Linked DNA regions of Mus musculus: region 2 is linked to region 1. A link is a contact called in public promoter capture Hi-C data. All regions are on one chromosome and are shown on one strand. Each heading gives the region's core, a stretch centred on a gene start, on an enhancer-like site or on the middle of the called end of the contact. The rest is flanking DNA. Distances are from core to core; before and after follow the strand shown. Region 1 holds the start of Ppil1 (peptidylprolyl isomerase (cyclophilin)-like 1). Region 2 holds the start of Ndufv3 (NADH:ubiquinone oxidoreductase core subunit V3).

The links. Promoter capture Hi-C pulls out the DNA fragments that hold promoters and counts their contacts.
Region 2: a promoter capture Hi-C map of liver shows a contact between it and region 1, with 2.9 times the contacts expected there. The contact joins the promoter of Ndufv3 here to the promoter of Ppil1 in region 1. A contact is called at or near these places in 1 of 39 promoter capture datasets (liver) and 1 of 115 datasets of contacts at active chromatin or transcription factors (extraembryonic endoderm stem cells).

Annotation. Positions count from the first base shown.
Region 1 is chr17:29,262,708-29,265,776 of GRCm38.p6, reverse strand. Ppil1 (peptidylprolyl isomerase (cyclophilin)-like 1) reads left to right here and starts at 1,806. Exons shown (of 4, transcript NM_026845.4): 1 at 1,806-1,905. The coding sequence starts at 1,850.
Region 2 is chr17:31,518,495-31,521,478 of GRCm38.p6, reverse strand. It overlaps Ndufv3 (NADH:ubiquinone oxidoreductase core subunit V3), which reads right to left and starts at 1,364. Exons shown (of 4, transcript NM_030087.2): 1 at 1,218-1,364. The coding sequence starts at 1,265. It also overlaps a transcript of Wdr4 not described here.

The DNA of each region.
Region 1 (3,069 bases), core at 557-3,056:
ACACAGAGAAACCCTGTCTCGAAAACCAAAAAAAAAAAAAAAAAAAAAAAAAAAAAAAAAAAAAAAGTACCCCTAAAAAAGATAAGATAAAATCTATAATTTTAGGCTGTGGAAGTTAGCTGCTTTTGATGGTTTAGTGTGTGCTTCTGACATGCTGGGCAACTAAGCTCTCACTGAGCTAGAGCCCCTGCCGCTTCTCTTCTCTGTGTATATGTGTGTCTCTCTGTGTGTGTGTGTGTATTTGTGTGTCTTATGAGAAGTTTTTTTCTTCTGCTGTATGGGTCCCAGGTTGAATTCAGGTCTTCAGGTTTGGAAGCAGGTAACTTTACCCTCTGAGCCACCTTTCCGGTCCAAGAGACTGTTTTTAAAAATAATTTTCCTTAATCATGAAAAATGTCATTCTTAGGGATGGAGAAATGGTTCAGGTGCTCTGTTCCTAACCTCCATATGCCAGCTAGAGCCTGCATGTAATTCCAGTTCTGGGGGATCTGACACACTCTTCTGGCCTCTGTGGGCTCCTGTGTGCCCATACAAACCCAGATACACACACACACACACACACACAAAATAAATAAAAAATTAAAGTCTTTTTTATTTATCTGATCTTTAATGGGAGAGCCTCCCCAGAGTGTTCACCCACAGCTCTGTTGGCCTGTAAGTAAGTACCTTGCACACTACGGTTCAGATTGCTTCTCTTTAATATGCATTGCTCAATTTTCTGAAGAGCCGTAGGTTGTTAAGAGTAAGCATTTGCTCAATTTTTGCTTTGCTGTGCAGGAAGTGGGTGGGTGGGAGGGTAGATGCATCTTAGAACTCAGGAAGTCTTGTAAATATTTTCCTACTTCTTTGTTGTTAATTATGGGATGTTCAATATAAAATATACATTTCCCTCGTGGCTCACTGAACTTGGAGAGAGCTATTTGGGCTAGACTGGATGGCTAGCCAGCTCCCTGGATTCTTCCCCATGGTCTCTGCTTTCCCGGTTGCTGAGGCCGCAAGTGCATATCTACCTGGCATTTGCATGGGTCCTAGGGACCTAAATTCAAGTACTTTACCCACTAAGCCCTGTTAGGCAAGCCGTCTACTAACTGGCCTGCATTTCCAGCTCCAAGGATACCTCTCTGAGTAGTCCTAGCTATCCTGAAACTCGCTCTGTAGAAGAGACCTTGTACAGGCCTTGAACTCTGAGATCCCCCTGCCTCTGCCGCTCCAGCGCTGGGGGCGTGCACCACTATCTCCTGGGACAGTCATTTTAAGCTTTGTCTCTCTTCCCAGCCTTTTCCTCTTTCCACATGCTCTTTGCTTTTGGAGTCTGTGGGATCAGATTTGCCATGTGGCACTTAACGGCGGAGTCTCAGTTTTCTCCGCTGAAAAACGGGACTCCTGTCATCCACAGGATTGCTTTAAGGAATAGACGCTGGGCGTGGTGGTGCACGCCTTAAATCCCAGCACTCGGCAGACAGAAGCAGGCAGATCTTTTTGAGTTCAAAGCCAGCCAGGGGCATCACCCAAGTCTGGGAACTAGGAAATTCTCCAGCCCTCCAATCAGAGTGAAGAAGGTTGTTCCCGCCTTCCGCGCCAAAACAGACCAATCACTGTTCCGGAGCGTGGCGCGAATCGCCCCTGGAGAATCTTGCACTTGTCTGAGTTCCTGCACTGAGCATTTCGACTTGCAACCCTCTTCCCAGCCTAGAAAGAAGGATCCTTCGTCATTCTTGTCCCAGCGCCCTAAATCCTGTCAAGCAAACGGGCGGATCGGCGGGAACCGGAAGTGTGTGCCCAGGGGCGGGTCCCGGGTTAACTCCGCCGGAAGTAGTGATTGCTAGCGGGGGGGATACCTTCGCTCAGCATGGCGGCGATTCCCCCAGACACCTGGCAGCCGCCCAACGTCTACCTGGAGACTAGGTGAGGGTTGGAGGTGGGGGAGGAATTGGTGGAGGGGACGCGGGTTCGTGCCGCAGTGGCCGGCCTGACTCGCAGGTTGCCCGCACGCACAGAGCTGCGGCCGGGAGTACCTGTAAGTTCTGAAGGGACCTCAGGGGAGCCCCTCCAACATCCCGGAGACCTCGACGATTTCTATCTGCTGTCCTTTCCCCACGACGTTTATTAGTTCATTTACCTATATCCACCTTCCATCTTCATTCATTCATTCACTCACTCACTCATTTTTTTTCTCAACAAGTGTGTGTTGATCACACAAGCCATGCGCGTAGGACCTGGATTTTTGAAAACACAAATCTGGATTATGGTGAAGGAGACAGATGTGTAAACATCACGGGACAAGTAGAGTTGTCTGAACAAATTTCTTTGGAAGTAGAAGAAAATTTATTTTCTCCAAAATCCAAGAGTGATCTTTGAGCTGGGGATGCCCGAGGCCCCAAGCTCGGGCTACAGCACCATATATACTCGGTGTGGTTGCACAAGCCTGTAATCCTAGCACTCTGGAGGTGGAAGCAGGAGGATCAGAAGTCCAGGGGCTGGGCTGGGCTGGATAGAATAGACTGCTTACCTAACATTCTATTATATTTATATTAATATATAAAATTAAGCCACCTCCTAGTGCCTTGCCTCCCTTGTGTGTGATTGCGCTCAGTTTACTATTGCTAGCAGCTCCTGTCCCGAAGGCTTTGTATCACACACACCCCTCCAGTTTTAGCAGAGAAATGGTGCATTTTATAGATTTACCTGCAACCTGGTTTTCATACTGATTGAAGGGAACCCTGCTTGGAGCCTGGTCTGCCCTGTCTACTGACTTGAGCCCCATTTTGTCTGCCCTTGGCTCCTGAGTGTAGACATTAGGAAGGCACGCACCACTGCTCTCGCTCCCAGTTCTACAGAGTGCTCACATTGCTGGACCTCCTGAACCTGGGCCATACAGATTCTCCCCAGAGCTCAGTGGGTAATGTACAGCAGGAGCCCCCTGCCTTGTTTTATCCTTAAAGGCACTAAGAGAAGAGAATAAAAGCACTCGTATGGGTGTATGTGGACATTTGAAGTAACCAGCCTATTTGCTTTACACATTCTCTTTAGATTTGATTTTTTTTAAAGATATATTTATTTATTTTATTT
Region 2 (2,984 bases), core at 115-2,614, 2.3 Mb before region 1:
ATGGTCATAACATATGGGAATTATGAATGCTCTGACAAATACCCCAAAAGCTGCAAGAAAAATATACCCCAAGTTCCAGGAAAATCACTATTAGCATCTGGGTAAATGAAAACAACTTTATTTCCCTAATCTTTGCAGAAATTTCCCAAAATAGGCACTTGGAAAGTTTTTATTAAAAATAAAGACTTTGCCAGCTTCGTTATACAAAGCTTCAGGATATCTTGGAGAAGAGCCTGGTTCTATGTTCTGCAGAAACCTGGGGCTCAGGGGTTGGGAGGATGGGAGACAGATGCTTCTGAGAAAAGCTCTTGCTGTCACGTGTCCTGCAAAGCCTCAGTTAGACAGACCTGTGTTGGGGGGAGGGGGGGAGCCTGTGTTAGCATGGGGGAGGGGGGAGGGAAGTGCTGGCCTCTGGATGGCAGCCATCATGCCGGCTGTAACACTCAGGCCTGGATCCTGGATGCAAGGCCCAGTTGGCTCTCAGCCCAAGACTCCTGGGTCTTAATACAGGGCAGCCAGTTTACTCTACTGGCTATTTTGTTACTTTACAAAATACTATGTTTCTTTTTGCAAAATTATCTCCCTACAGTTAGTAAAGTTGCAGAAACACTATCTACTAGTAAATAGGATGTAGATAATTGCTTCAGAAGTGTTACAATTTGAGAAGAATCTTATTGTAATTCAGCCGGCAACCGCTAAGGTATGTGTTAGATCCTAGGATGCTTCATGCTAGGGAGGGGGTTGGGGGGTGGAGCAAAAGAACCGGAAAACTTCTATTTATACTGATGATTCTCCGTGTGTGTACAAATTATGTGTACCGATACACGCTGGAAAAAAATCGCTGGGAGCAATATACCTGAAGGAATAATTAAACAGTGCCCATTTGACGACGGGAGCCCTCTGTCACCTGTATTTTATATTGCTGTGAGCATTTCCTGCTTTGGGGCCAGTTCAATGACAGCTCTTGACAAGCAAGCGCAGGGCCCTAGGTTCCATCCACCGAACCCAACCCAAACAAAACCCAATACTAGTTTTGCAGAGAAAGCCAGGTTTCGTTTTAAAAACAGCCTCAGTGACTCGGTTTCACTCCTGCAGAGAAAACCCTTCTGTCCGGGTCAGGTGAGCACAGGCCCTAGGACCCCTCTCCGCACCGGGCCCACGGGTGCAGTTAAGGGTCAGGCTAAGGGCCCGGTATGTCCCGCCCGTTAGCCCTTTACCTTCAGCGCCCGGATCCGTCCTCCCCGCAGGAGGAGAGAGACCGCCATGGCACAAATGCCAAGAGCGGAGGTCGCACTTAGGTACGTGACCTACTTGTGCACACGCACCACCCCAGGCTCCGCCCCGCGTCCACGTTCACCAATCGCACACCATGGTGGACCCAAGCGTTTGCGCGCGCATTCTGGGAGGGCTCCTTAAGGCCACGCCCCTAACTGAGTCCACCAATTCCGGGTTCGGGAAAGCGTGGGGTCCTCCCCTGGGTAGATCCCGCTGAAAGTCCCGCCCCTCCGATTTGGGCCTGCCCACCTTGCCCTGATCTCGCCCTTAACTCTGGTCTGTAACCTACCAAAATTGCACAGCTAGAATCATGTCCTTTGCGTTTCTGGTTCGACTTGAGAGACTTCTGTGTTTGGTGAGATCTTTGTGAGTTTGTTGTTTCTTGGAGATACAACTCGGTGGTAGTGCGCTTGCCCAGTAGGGGCGTGGTCTTGAACAAACAAACCAGAAGCTGGGCATGGAGGTGCCCACCTACCATACCAGCAGTAGGGCTAGTTCAAAGACAGCCTGCTCTTTTACAGAGTAACTGTAAAGATTGTTTGTAATCAATAGATAAACTTGGGGCTAGAGAGATGGCTCAGCGATTAAGAGCACTGACAGCTCTTCCAGAGGTCATGAGCTCAAATCCCAGCAACCACATAGTGGCTCATAACCCTCTATAGTGAGATCTGATGCCCTCTTCTGGTGTCTGAAAATAGCTACAGTATACTTATATATAACAATTAAGTGTGGGGGGGGGGGAGGAGAAAGAAAAGTACCTGTCATTTGTCCCTATTATACACACACACACACACACACACACACACACACATATATATATATATACTCACACACATGCACACCCAACTTCACCAGTTGAGGACCAAGCCTTTAACACACAAAGCTTTTTGGAGAACCATATCTAAGGCACAGCTGTGTTACAGTATGTGTTATTGGAATTCCTCTTCCCACTGATTGATTGGTGGCCCCTCGCACACGTTTGCCCAGTGCACAGTAAGTATTTCACATAGATGGTTATGTCTATACCTCCAATTTTCCACCAAGGAAAATTCAATGTCAGTGAAAGGATTCAGAACAATGAAATGAATTACTGAGAAGAAAAAAAAATATTAGAGCTGTTAATGCTGTGTCCAGGCTGTCAGGGGGACAATGGCATGACGGGAGCTCCAAGGAGTGTTCAGGCTCCAGAGACAGAGTGCATTGCAGGCCTCTGAAGACTGGAGACAGCCCATGTGAGAGCATCTTCTAGATCTGAGAATGGGAAAGGTTTCTGTGACATGAGATTGCTACGGACACTGTGGGCTGAGAAGAAGCTCGATCTACCACACAAATAATTGTCCTTCTTCACCTACTCTTGTCTCCAGGGGACACTTGCATGCTTTAGAGGTGAGTAAATAATACTGAGGGGAACGGGTACCACCTGTCCTTTGTGGGACTGGAGTTGGAGCTGTAAAACCATAGGACTCAAAACCTCCACTTCTCACAGCCGACCAGTTTAGACGCTGGAGGAACTGGGAGATGCAAGAACAAATGCAAGGGAAAGACTACTCAGTGGGAGAGCTGTATGCATTTGCCCTCCGAGGGCTCATGAGCTGGAAGTTCTTGGTCTCCAGGGTGATGGTGAAGGACTAGAAGCAATAAGAGGTGGGGCTGTGGGAAGTAATCCATTATTATGGGTGTAGTAAGAGGTGGAGCCCATGGAAAGTAAT